Regions from separate parts of the Ovis aries genome. Here region 2 is linked to region 1. Evidence: chromatin contacts called from public Hi-C data. All regions are on one chromosome and are shown on one strand. The core of a region is the stretch at or near the end of the contact, and the rest is flanking DNA. Distances in the headings are between cores, read along the strand shown.

Region 1 (7,033 bases), core at 1,165-3,664:
ACCTATAAGGGAAAAGGATCTGAAAAAGATATGTAAGTGTATATAAATGAATCGCTTTGCTGTATACTCGAAACTAACGTAACTTTACAAATCAACTGTATTTCAATTTAAGAAGAAGTTTTGGTGTTTTTGTACATGATAGTGCCCAAACTTTCCAAATAAAAATGTCTACTTGTAAAAAATAAAATTAAATAGACAAAAAAAAAAACAGACATACAGATCGCTTGAAATGAAGGACCCCAAGTTGACTAAGGAAGGGGAAAAATAATACGCTTTTCCAAAGCATGTTATGCTAAAGAGTCTCATGAGATGGTCTGTGGAAAAGGATTCGGTGGTAAAGTTTGGGAAGTATTGTACTCTGTCTCTCTCTCTACTATATTCACGATGCAGTATTTTATTTAAGACTCTGTTTATATGGTTTTGACCTAGTATATCTCTGGCTTAGCTGGGCGGAGACCTCCAGCCTGCCTTTACAGAGTTGCTGTAAAGTGACTGGGACTTTTTATTTAACTTGAAGCAGAAAAGGCAGCTCCATTGTTTATGTATCTGCTCAGGCAGTGGTGGTAGGGCAAGACCCTTGGAATGAATCCAGATAAACCCCAGAACAGGTCAATGTTCATCTGACCCCTGCACAAAGCTGGAATTTGATGATTCTGTTGAACGCAAGTACTATTCCAAAGGTAAATATAAGCCTAGGGCACTGGTCCACAGGGCGAAAGGAGGTGGTGTGCGTGAGGGCACAGGCGCAAGTAAAAAGCTGACAAAGTAAACAAGATGTGGGAGGTATCTCTCCAAGGGGGAGTTCTGTAGGCAGCTGGTATCTTAGATGTGATAGCTGTGATTAGAGATGCAGCCATCAAGGTGTTAAAGGCAAGAATTTTAAGGGATGGGCTGAAACTTCCAGCTACAAGGCTGAATTATAGCTACAGGACAGAAAACCCAGGAAGTGTTGCCAAATCCCCCATCTGGATGTTCTATACACCAGTTATCAATGAACTGCAATCGTGCTGTTCCGTCTTGGCATGGAACATATCTAGAGTTAAGTATGACTTTTCAGTAAGTTCAGTCGCTCAGTCGTATCCGACTCTTTGAGACCCCATGGACTGCACCACTTCCCTGTTCATCACCAACTCCCAGAGCCTACTCAAGCTCATGTCCATCACACGTGTTGGTGATGCTATCCAACCGTCTCATCCTCTGTCATCCCCTTCTCCCGCCTTCAATCTTTCCCAGCATCAGGGTTTTCTCTAGTGAGTCAGTGCTTCACATCAGGTGGCCAAAGTATTGGAGTTTCAGCTTCAGCATCAGTCCTTCCAATGAATATTCAAGACTAATTTCCTTTAGGGTGGACTGGTTGGATCTCCTTGCAGTTAAAGGGATTCTCAAGAGTCTTCTCCAACACCACAGTTCAAAAGCATCAACTCTTTGATGCTCAGCTTTCTTTATAGTCCAACTCTCACATCCATACATGACTACTGGAGAAACCATAGCTCTGACTAGACGGACCTTTGTTGGTGAAGTAATGTCTCTGTTTTTTAATATGCTGTCTAGGTTGATCATAGCTTTTCTTCCCCATGAACAGTATGAAATGACGCTTAAATTTGCTATATTTACTAAACATTCATCTCTTAAGATTCATCTGGCATTCTTACTACACATTTAAAGTCTCAGTCACCTTTCCTGGAGTTCCTGATTCAGTTAGCCTGGAAAAAGTAAAAGTATTTGAAACAAGCTTTCTCAGGTGATTTCCCATTCTCCATACTGTGTGTGTATGTATGTATGTACGTATGTATTTGAATTGAAGACATTACTTTGCCGACTAAGGTCCGTCTAGTCAAGGCTATGGTTTTTCCTGTGGTCATGTACGGATGTGAGAATTGGACTGTGAAGAAGGCTGAGCACCGAAGAATTGATGCTTTTGAACTGTGGTGTTGGAGAAGACTCTTGAGGGTCCCTTGGACTGCAAGGAGATCCAACCAGTCCATTCTGAAGGAGATCAGCCCTGGGATTTCTTTGGAAGGAATGATGCTAAAGCTGAAGCTGCAGTACTTTGGCCACCTCAGGTAAAGAGTTGACTCATTGGAAAAGACTCTGGTGCTGGGGGGGATTGGGGGCAGGAGGAGAAGGGGACGACAGAGGATGAGATGGCTGGACGGCATCACTGATCCGATGGCTGTGAGTCTGAGTGAACTCCGGGAGTTGGTGATGGACAGGGAGGCCTGGCGTGCTGCGATTCATGGGGTCGCACAGAGTTGGACACGACTGAGCGACTGAACTGAACTGATACTGACCTGAAACAACACTCTATTAGTCCTAAGTTCACAATCTAGTGATTCAGTGTTTCTATAAACCGTCACCACGATAAGTCTAGTCGCCATCTGTCACCATACAAAGTTATTACAGTATTATCAACTGTATTCTCCATGCTGGGCATTTCACCCCCCCTTGACTCATTTATTTTGTAACTGGATGCTTGTACCGCCTAATCTCCCTCACCTATTGCTCTCGCCCTCCTGCCCCAGCTGATTCCTATCAGGGCCTATTTTGGATGTCCTCATTCTATAAGCCTGGAGTGTGATTCAGGTGAAAGTATTTTAAACAAGCATTCCCAGATGATTCTTATCAGGCAAGTTTGGGAACTAAGGCATTTGTCTCTTGTATAAAGTATAAATATTTGAGCCCCACCTTCCGGGACTCTGATACAACAGGTCTAGAGCCTAGAACATTCCATTTTAACCAGTGGCTCTCAGGTGATTCAAACAGGGTGGGGCCCAGGAAACACTCTTCAGTATGCGCCTTAGGAAGTTCTGTTCCCAGCAGGCGGCACTCTCGTTCATTTTGCTAAAAGCTTTCTCTTAAAAAGTCTAGTTCTTTAATCATGAACTGGATCTTAATTTTATTTTTTTTAAGTTTAAAATCTCCTGAGTGGGTAGATCCGGGACCAAACAGCTATTCCTACTGCTGAATTTCTTCCAAAGTTTGAAGATGTCTCTGTCTGTCCTTAAGGAAGGGCAACTCCAAGCCCAGGGATAGCTGATTTATAGGTGGGACTGGAATAAATGATTTTCAGAGTTCAGACTGTGGTCTCCTTAGGCTTTTTATTGCTGAATTCATTTGCAGACAATTAAGGCTACAAATATGATGGGAATATATCTTAACACCAATGGGTTAAAAATTGAGCCTCTATTTTAGTCTGTTTTATTTATTTTTTGGCCTCACCGCTCAACTTGTAGGATCTTAGTTCCCCAACCAGAGATTGAACCCAGGCCTTGACAGTGAAATTGCCTAATCACAGCCAGGAAATCTGCTATTTGAGTCCTCTTTAAAAGCACTCTGAACCAAAGTAAGAAACCAACTTAGAATTGAAGAGTTTATTGGATTTCAGGGATGAACTCTGTATTATAGATGAACCCTGAAGCACATAAAATTTCTTGCTTCAATTTGGTCAACAAACAAATCAGGATCAAAAACCTGATGAATAACCAAGATTAATAACCAAGATTTGTGACTTCTACTTGAATGATCTTCATTAAACACTTTAAAAAACCTTTTTGTTATTGAAAATTCCAAATATATTAAAAATGCAATTTTATAATGAACCCCCATGTACTCATTATCCAACTTTAATAATTATCAATTTATGGTCAACCTTGTTTACACTGTCACCTACTTCCCCGGCTCCAATATTTTTTAAGCAAATCTCAAGTATCATGACACTGAGTAATGTTCATCTAAGTCTTTGCTGACCTGACACAGTGGTTTCGAACAGTACTTAAGGGACCATTCTTGTTTTTACATGTTCACACTGCTCCATTCATTTATTTATTTATTTTTGGCTACACTGGGTCTTCATCGCTGCACAAAGACTTTCTCTAGTTGTGGAGAGCAGGGGCTACTCTAGTTGTGACGTGCTGGCTTGTCATGTAGTGGGTTCTCGCTGTGGAGCACAGGCTCTAGGGCTTAGCAGCTGTGGCATACGGGCTTAGCTGCTCCTCAGCATGTGGAATCCTCCCGGACTAGGGACTGAACCTGCGTATCCCCTGCCCTGGCAGGCAGATTCTTATCCACTGTGCTAACGGGACGGTTCTTATGAGTCTGGCTAGTTTCACACTGAGAAATATCCCCTGGGCTCACAAAATACATCTCTAAGGCCAAAAAGACACTTCCACATGTGGGCTCTCCTTAGGTTATGGGGTTCAGAGTACACTTTACTAGGTACTAGCTTCCCCTCCCGGAGGAGGCAATGGCACCCCACTCCAGTACTCTTGCCTGAAAAATCCCATGGACAGAAGCCTGGTGGGCTGCAGTCCATGGGGTCGCTAAGAGTTGGACACAACTGAGCGACTTCACTTTCACTTTTCACTTTCATGCACTGGAGAAGGAAATGGCAACCCATTCCAGTGTTCTTGCCTGGAGAATCCCAGGGACGGGGGAGCCTGATGGGCTGCCGTCCATGGGGTCGCACAGAGTTGGACACGACTGAAGCGACTTAGCAGTAGCAGCAGCTTCCCCTCCGACGTGAAAATCTCCATGGTGTCAGGATGAACCATTACTGTTACTCTGTTTTCTTAGTTTCTGAAATAAAGCCAATACACCCAAACATTTATCAATAGGATATTGAAGGGAGTAACTCTCTAGTAATTATTTTTCCTGTGTATGGGTTTTGGTTTTTAAGTCATCACCACCCCAAGCAAAGCTAGAAGAAAGATGCCTTTAAAGTTTATATTAGCAGTTTAGGATAGCACCTTTTAAAATATTAACATATTTTTCTATATTTAAAATTTGTATTTAGAAAAATAAAATGAAAGTAACTGTAAAACCATCACTTAAAGTTTACAAAGTAGGAAGTGAAAGTCCTTTGTTTATTCTTTCAGGTTCATGCCTCTTAACTGTTGGGCATTCAGAATTTTCCTTAAGCTTAACACACACACCTCTCTACGAACACTCACTACTTTTTCTCTTTTCACACAAATGGGTTTATGTAACAAGTAAGTTCTACAAAATATCATGGTCATCTTTACAAGCTAGTCCTGCATTTTACTGCAGCCTTCTAAAATGACTGAGTAACATTCTATTGCATGGCGGGCCTTACTTTCTTCAGCTAGCCCTTTATTAAGGCTTTCTATTGTGTTTTTTCTTCATTGAGGCTTTTTATTGTGGTCTTTCTTTCTTCATTCCTTCCTCCGTTCTCTTTTCCTTTCTCATTTTGTCTTTTTTTCTCCTTTCTTTTCCCCTGTCCTCCCTCCCTCCCTCTTGTCTTTTTCTTTCCTTCCTTCTGTTCTTCTTTTCTGTGTTTCTCCTTGTCTGTTTGCGGTGTAAACGACACTGTGAGGAACTTTCCCACCTAAATCTTTCACCAGAGTCCCTACTCCCGCTTCCCCATGAAACTACCCCTAGTAGTCTAGCCTATTTTCATTTCCCACGTAGTGCTCTCACCTGTTTCATGCATGACTGTTCTTAAAACAATGTATTGGGTTGGCCAAAAAGTTCACTCAGGTTAAACTGGAACGAACTTTTTGGCCAACCCAATACTTGGTTGGAAGTAGCTCATGAACAGACCTGATACCCTCACCCCCAGTCTCACCTCATACTTTCCCTGCTCCAGGCCTGGCTCAGCCATTTCTCCACAGATCCCCAGTGCCTTTTAGTGGGGTCTCCTGGAACCACGTCTTCCATGAAACTTTTCATCACTTTCCAGACCCCACACATTCCTTGATCCCATTTCTGCTGCCACCATCTCTCCTCTAAGCAGTGAGGCTCTTATTCACTTGTCCGGTTTTCCCATTTTATTATCAGCACCTTGAAGGCAGAGATTATTTCATTTAACTGTGTATCCCCAGAAACTACTTAGTCACACGGAAAACAGTCAACATTTTTTTGGGGAACAGATTGATGAATGACACTTATCATGTATGCCCAATAATGTGATTGAATTGTTTCATGGATCTATGTCTTTTCTTTCCAACCACATTGCCTATTTCTGGAAATAAAGAACTCTGATTTATACCTCTTGCTCCAAACCCTGCCCCTTCCACCCAAGAGCAAAGTTTAAACCCAGAATAGGCACTCAATAAATATTTGTTGCATTAAACTCAGTTGAGTTATACTGAATTATGTAACGCACATTGCTCAAAACCAGAAAGTTCTATCTCCTTGTAACACATTTTACTTGTTAAGACTGTATGGCAAAGGATTTGTAAATAGTTACAAATGCTACAGTGTAGGACATTTAAAACACTCTTTCTCTCTCAGGCAAAGAAGATTCAAGATAGGATGGATTAGCTAGAAAGAAACCAGGATTGTAACAAGAAACATCATTTAGGCCAGTGACTAGGATGAGTTACCACAAACTCTTAGTCAACAACTGAAAAACAATTTAGTGAAATAGCTCTTCCGATTACCTTACAACCCCCACGCAAAATCTGCACTTACAGGGAGCAGATGAAATAGAATCAATATTCTTTATTCTTCCTTATTGCTGAAGTGACAGTTGTATAAAGTGACGACTCAGATTGTGACTGTCTTAGCATCGATTTTGGCAGTTTAATAACGAGTCAACATCATTCGACTCTTCCACTCGTATAAAAATCTGTTATAACCTTTCCAAATTTCTGTAGGAACAATTGATTTGATATTTTGATTAGGGACTCTGGTTTTGCTATCATCCACTTTTGCTTTTTAGAATTTTTTTTAAGAGGTATTTTAGGTTCATAGCAAAACTGACCGGAAGGTATAGAGATTTCCTATAGACGCCCTCGGAGAAGGCAATGGCACCCCACTCCAGTACTCTTGCCTGGAAAATCCCATGGGCGGGGGAGCCTGGTAGGCTGCAGTCCATGGGGTCGCAAAGAGTCAGACACGACTGACTGACTTCACTTTCACGTTTCACTTTCATGCATTGGAGAAGGAAATGGCAACCCACTCCAGTGTTCTTGCCTGGAGAATCCCCGGGACGGGGGAGGCTGGTGGGCTGCCGTCTATGGGGTCGCACAGAGTCGGACACGACTGAAGCGACTTAGCAGCAGCAGCAGCA
Region 2 (7,033 bases), core at 1,895-4,394, 34 kb after region 1:
GACAAGACAACTAAGTGCTGGAGTTTGATAGGGGAGGTGAGAAAAGAGGGTCAGGTGTTGGCAAGAGGCTGAGCATGGGTCTCTGTGCATTAGAAGAAATCAAAGGCTCAGTGATGCTTGCCAGACAGAGGAAAGGCTACAGAGATACTTGGTATCGGAGTCAGACATAAGTCTGCCACGCTCTAGCTTGCGAAGGAAGCTTTACGAACAATAACTCAGTACACACGGAAGAGACTGCAAGTCAACTGTATTCCACTAAACTCATGCAAATAATCCCCAACTCAATGTCTCCTTAGCAGGATGCCAAACATAACCACAGTCATTCCAATGACACTTGATAAGAAAGGTAATGTGGTGAAGGGGAATTCGGATTCGAAAAGATGATGGTTATATCAACTGTGGTTAAATACCTCACTCATTTTACGCAGACTCATAAAAGTGCACATAAGCACTTTGTGAGGACTCCTCCCAAAAGTTTGGAAGGAACATGTGTAGGTGAGGAACTCTAAAATTAAGCTTCATTAACTCTGTGGAAAATCCAACTTTGGCGCTAATATAACGAATAATTTAGTCCCTCTTTCCACCTAAGCTCTGATCTCACGCCAGCCCACCATTGGCTGAACTCAAGAAGAAGGCAGGGTATCGTGGGGCCAAGCGGATGATAAAAATCAAGATTTCTGGAGTATAGATTAGAATCAAGAAGGATGGAGAGTAAATCTGGAGTAGCAAACAAACAAACAAACAAAATGCCTATTTTTCAAGAGAAGCAGATAAGCAAAGTGATGACCTGGAGAGAGATTGCATTTGATCCAATTCCCAGTGAAAACGAGAAAGAATCAAAAATCCTACCACTTTAAGACACTGTGCAGGTTTGATCCCTGGTTGGGGAACTAAGGCCATGTGGTGCAGCCAAAAGAAAAAAAGAAAGAAAAGTCCTACCACTGAGCAGCTGAGGCCCAGGAAACAAAGGGCCTTTAACATAAGGAGACATATAAATCAGCAGGTACGGGAGATGAGATTTACATAGAACCACTGGGGAAATCATGTACATCATTCCATAAATCATGTACATAAATACTTGAAAGTTCTCTATGGGTACTGTATTTTCTTTTCTTCCTTAGGGCCTTTTAATAGATCCAATGATCATAACGTGACTTGGCAAAAAATTTTTGGTAGCCCTCCCTAGCTCCTTCTACTTAATTTAAGCTTGAAAGACTTATTCTCATGCAAATAATATTATAGACAGTGGTTAGATTACCAGTTCTAACCACAAAAATCCTTTTTTTATACAAATGTGACTGAACTAGACTCCCAAGAGTATGTGAACATTTCCAAGGCCAAGTTCAGTTCAGTTCAGTTCAGTTCAGTTGCTCAGTCGTGTCCGACTCTGTGACCCCATGAATCGCAGCATGCCAGGCCTCCCTGTCCATCACTATCTCCCGGAGTTCAAGCTCAAGTATAAAAAGTGATATGAACCCACAGTAAAAGAAAAGAATGGCAGCCTATTTGGAATAAGGCAACTCCTGACCAGAAGAGGATGGAAACGACTAGGGGAAGGGAAGTGTGATGCCCTATGAGTGGGAGGTTCACACAGTGGAAGAAAAGAGCAATAACGTGGCCTCAGGATGAGAAGTAGTAGGAGTACAGATCTCTATTGAGGTCTGGGAGGACCATTTTCCCCCAGCTTTATTATGCCAAGTCTCAGACTTTGTAAACAATCTCTCTAGCTGGGTATAACCAAGTCTCTTTTCACACTTTACCTAATTTAAACGTCTTGACAAGAGTAAGACACCAATTGAAGATATTTTCATAGAATAAGCCATTTTTGCACTGTTGAACTCGAGCAATTTTCTTCTGGAATATCACAAAATACATTGTTATTTCACTTATTAAAATGCATTGCTCAAACACCTCAAAAATTAGTCACATTGACTTAGGGAAGACATTTCCTAAACTCTAAGGCAGCATTTCTGTTAATAAATAGTGGGTTTGGACATCTTATTTAACTTAGTTAATTATTCTACATCAGGAGCAAGCCAACCTCTTCATGCTTGTTTATAGTCTGTCATGGTGGGGAGACTTCACTGACCTTTATATTTTTTTTTGTTGTGAAGATTAAGTGGTAGAGTTTGGCAACCATCAGCAGTGTCCAGCACATAGCAGACACTCAAAAAGGGGAACTTCTAAACCAAAAAGGGAATCTAAAGGACTGAGTTTTTGTCCTACGTATTTTAGACTATTAAGATTTAGATCTTGCAAATATTTCACTTTTCTGTGCTTTTTACTTTTATTTTTAAAAGCTTTTTATTTTATACAGGAGTATAGCCAACCAACATTGTTGTGATAGTTTAAGGTGGACAGCAAAGAGATTCAGCCATACATACACACCTATCCATTTTCCCCCAGATTACAGGCCCATCTAGGCTGCCACATAACACTGAGCAGAGTTCCCTGGGCTATACAGCAGATCCTTGTTGGCTAACCATTTTTAAATGTATACATATCATTGTATAGCAGTGTATACATGTCATCTCTAATCTTTGACAAAGAAAAATTATGCGACATTTGCGAGTGTGATCACTGGTCATACTTAAATATAGAACCAGTATTTGCATTTATTCCAAATTCCACCAATCCTTTCAGTTGTAAACAAAATTATTAACATTGGAGCATGACAAACCTTCATTTTGCACAGAGGAACTCAACGGTGGATTTCTTTTTCTCTGCTTTTTAAGAGCTGAGAGCATGTTACCAGAGTTCAAAGCCCCACCCAGCAGGGCCTAAGCATTCCCTCAAAAAAACTGGCAGACCACCAACCGCTACCTCCCAGGGCACCCTGAAGGATACTGATAAGCCGAGGAGACAGTCACATCCGGGTACGCGGGGGCCAAACCCAAATTAGTTAATCTGGAGTTTGGGGGTCGGAGGTGAGGAGGCGCCGTTCCTTTTCCTATCTCTCCCCAGCCTCTCCTCTCCCCGAGTCCTTGCTCCTCAGCCCTGCCCCTACTTGGCTTCCAATCCCATTCCGCCTGGAGCTCAAGTGGCCAATCAGGTGGCGGCCCTGCCGAGGGGGCGGGATGGGGGGGCGGAGCTGAGTGGCGGAGTCTGAAGTCGCCTATTTCAGCTGCGGCGCTGGAGACGCGTGAGCCGAGCCCACCTGCAAAGTTCTGCAGCGCCGCTCAGACACCATGGCGGACAACCGGGATCCAGCCAGCGACCAGATGAAACATTGGAAGGAGCAGAGGGCCGCGCAGGTACACCCTGCGCTCTCCGAGCCGGCCCTACGGTCCGCGTAGGAAGCTGGGTGTCCTCAAGTAACGGCCCCTGCTGCCCCAGCGCGGAGGTTCTGGGGAGGGAGGGCTGTACCATCGATCGCGGGGGGCCTAGGGGTGTGCGTGTGCTTCCTTTCCGTCTGGTTGGGCTGTTACATTCGCGGGCGGGAGGGGAGAGGGTTCTGGGCCCCGGGGGCAGCGGTCCTGCAGGATTTGTGGTAGGCTGCAGGTCGTGGGTGGTTGGCTTACAGTTTTGCGCCTTTGCCAGCTGGGACAGAGGTTGCAGTTTGAGGCAGCAGTGAAGGCTTATGGGGAAAGAGGCAGAGAGCTGCAGCTGCAAGAAAGGAAGTGACGGGGAAGCAGGAGCAGGCTCTAGCTTTGCCCTCGCTCAAACAATAACTACCAGCTTTCGTATTTGGGGTGGGGGGTGTCTTGGGGGCAGGAAACGTCTTTTATCATCTCCATGTCCCCAGCACTGAACATAAAGCATTGTTTGTGTGTTAGTTGCTCAGTCGTGTCCGACTCTCTGTAACCCCATGAACTGTAGCCCACAGACAGACTGCTCTGTCCATGGAATTATCCAGGCAAGAATGCTGGAGTGGGTTGCCATTCCCTTCTCCAGGGGATCTTCCCGACCCAGGGATGGAACCCAGGTCTCCCGTGTTGCAGGCAGATTCTTTACCATCTGGGCCACCAGGGAAGCGCACATACAGCATTAAACAGCTAAATAAAAGAATTTTTATACCCATGATTTCTTTTGCACTTAAAAACATCGTCTAGCATTTTAGAGCTAAAAGTGACCTTAGTGATTAATTAATGCATTTATTTACACCTATGCTTTGAGTGCCAGCGTGTGCTAGGCACAGCGCTGGGGCAAGTGGAGCAAATTCCAGTGAGGCCGAAAGCTCAAAGTCAAGTTTGGGAGACAAGACAGGTGAATAGATGGTTACCTTCCACCGTGGCCAGGGCGCTGATATAGGTTATCTGCTGAGTGTAAAGGGAGTGACTGACCTGGTTGGCAGGCTTCTCAAAGCAGGTGACATCTGAACAAGAGCTTTACAGCTGAGTAGGAATTCAGCCCTGTAGTGGTTGGCCAGTCATTCCTGGCCTGTACCCCTAGGATGCAGAGCATTAAAGGGCATCTGTGAGCAGGTTGAGTGGGATGGGAGCACTTCTGTTTTGAGTCTTCTTTTGTCAAATTGGCCTAGAGAGTCTTCGGGACTTGCCCGGTTCCCATGGCGGCTGGTTAATGGCAGAGAGGACTAGAGTCATGCTTTCCTCATCTTCGCTCTTTCTTCTTTTTAAAATTCATTTTTAATTGGAGGTTAATTGCTTTACGATATTGTGTTGGTTTCTACCATACATCACCATGAATCAGCCATAGGCAAGCATATGTCCCTTCCCTCCTGAACCTCCCTCCCACCTCATGCCACCCGTCTAGGTAGTGACAGGGTACCCATTTAGTGCTCTTCCTTAAGACCGGGTTAGTGTTCATGAATTAGGATTAATGCTGAGTGCTCATGGGTTACCTTGTAGTTCCCTGTTTGTGAGAAGGCTACCATTCTCTTTAGAGGGCCTGGAAAATCTCTTTTCTCATTTTGTTCCTTATTATGTGCTACTAGGGTTTTGGCTTTTCATGAGTTCTTAGGCAAAGTGAACCAGAGAGACTTAGCATCTTATCAGTCAAGGACAAGTGGCTAGTCAGTGGCAGAGTGAAGATTAGACTCTGCTTCCTAGAGCCAGGACTCTCTGTATGCCCAGTGGTTGCTGCATCTTGGTTCACACGGAGGCTTTCATGAATCCTCGGTGAATTGGAAAAAATATGGGCAAGTGAGTTTCGCATAAAACAAAATTCATTTTTTTGGAAGGGCTCCGTTGAGACTAGCTTGCCTTGTCACTGTTCGGGAGAATCATTAACTGTTGTTAAATCATTAAGATCTTGCTGGTGACTTGCCCTACATGGTCACCCATGTGAGAAACAGCTGGCCTGCAAAGTGTATCTATAATCTGGGGACCCCTAGTTGAAATACTTCCGTCTCCTCTGCCCATGCATCTCAGTGCGCTGTTTACATTGTCCTGATTGGCAGGCACATTGGTGTCTTGTTTCTCCTGACTTGAGCTGCTCTGAGTGAAAGCTGCGTATTTTTATAGGAGACTGCCCACTTCCCAAAGGAATTTTGCATCTGTCCATACCCTTTGTAATTTCCTAATGCTTTCTTTGGAAAATTTTTAAACATTCAGAAAAGTGAGAAAAATTGTGTAGTATATGCCTATATACCCACCACATTTTTAAAAATTTCTTTTAACATGTTATTCCATATCTGTCTGTCCCTTCATTCATCCCTTAACCTGTGTTTTGGAGGGGCACTTCAGGGTATGTTGTAGACATCAGTAGACTTGATGCAAATTACCAGAATTCATTGTTTAATTCATGTTTTTAAGGCAAAATTTATATACAAAAATATACAAATATGAAGTGTACCAATCTGTGCTTTTTGATAAATATAAACACCTGTGAATCTGGTTCTTTTATCAAGATGTAGACGATTCTCATCACCCTGGAATGTTTCCTCATGCCATTTCCCATCTTTCCCTGCTTCTCCTGCAGTTCTGCTCCAGGCAACCACTGATGATTTTGCTTTTTAACCATTGATTTAGGAACTTTTTTGTAACACTGCTTTCATTCAGCAAATATGTTTTAAGATTTTTTAAAAATGTTTTAGGATTCGTTCCTGTCATTGCATGTGTTGCTGAGTACTAGTACTGCTGCTGATTAGAGCACCATTGTCTGATTAGAGCACCGTGTCCTTATCCTGTTGTTGGGCACCTGGACTATTCCCAGTGTGTGGCTGTTATGAATTAAGTTTCTATAAACAGTCTTATATAAGTCTTTTTGTGCACATATACTTTTATTTCTCTTAAAAAATGCCTGTGAATAGAATTGCCGAGTAAGTGATAAGGCAAGTGAATGTCTTATGAGAAATTCCTAAGCCTTCTTCTGATGTGGTTTACCATTTTACACTTCTGTCAACAGTGTTTGAGAGTTACATTGGTCCACATCCTGCCATCCTTTGGGATTGTCATTCTTTTAAGTTTAGCCTTTCTGGTGAATAAGAAGTGATATTTGCCTTGCTCTGATGACCAGTGATGCATCTTTTCATGTGCCTATTTGACCTCTGGTATACAATATTTCTTCCCTGGTGGCTCAGATGCTAAAGAATCTGCCCGCAATGCAGGAGACCTGGGTTCGATCCCTGGGTCAGGAAGATCCCCTGGAAGCAGAAAGGGCAACCCACTCCAGTATTGTTGCCTGGAGAATTCATGGACAGAGGAGTCTAGTGGGCTACAGTTTATGGGATCAGAAAGAGTCAGACATGACTGACTAATACACACATACGTATTTCTTTACTGGATTTGTTCAAGTTTTTTGTCCTTTAAAACATTGGATTGTTTGTTTTACTATCCTTGATTCATAGCCCATGTTTTAACAACAGTCACGCATGGGCTACATGCTGTAATAATACATCCCAAAGTGTATAACGGCATAAACCTGTAAGAAGTTTATTTCTCTCTTACGTGATTAGCCAGAATGGTTTGAGGTTGCAGAAGGAGGTAGCGAGTCCTCGGCAGCCCACAGTTCCCCAAGGCTGCAGGCTGAAGGAGGCTTCTCCTGTGGCAACATGTGGTTTCTTAATGTTGCCCTCCACAGCACTGTCTGGTCACAGACGATTAAGAGCGTGGAGGAGAGTATGGGGGAGGTT

Evidence for each region. Hi-C and Micro-C count contacts between places; a contact is called where the count stands out from the background.
Region 2: a Hi-C map of mixed tissues shows a contact between it and region 1, with 2.5 times the contacts expected there. The contact joins the promoter of CAT here to the enhancer-like site in region 1. A contact is called at or near these places in 2 of 16 Hi-C or Micro-C datasets (liver and mixed tissues).

The regions. Positions count from the first base shown.
Region 1 is chr15:63,751,092-63,758,124 of ARS-UI_Ramb_v3.0, forward strand. It overlaps LOC114118450 (a long non-coding RNA gene), which reads right to left. Exons shown (of 6, transcript XR_009596663.1): 4 at 6,433-6,611; 5 at 5,585-5,799; 6 at 3,357-4,575. Among named protein-coding and RNA genes, the nearest start is that of ABTB2, 10 kb to the left of the region's middle. Within about 2 kb of position 2,415, at least 6 of the 54 cell types and tissues checked have an H3K27ac peak or open chromatin away from gene starts, as enhancers often do.
Region 2 is chr15:63,784,749-63,791,781 of ARS-UI_Ramb_v3.0, forward strand. It overlaps CAT (catalase), which reads left to right and starts at 3,145. Exons shown (of 12, transcript XM_060400055.1): 1 at 3,145-7,033. It overlaps LOC114118450 (a long non-coding RNA gene), which reads right to left and starts at 2,962. Exons shown (of 6, transcript XR_009596663.1): 1 at 1-2,962.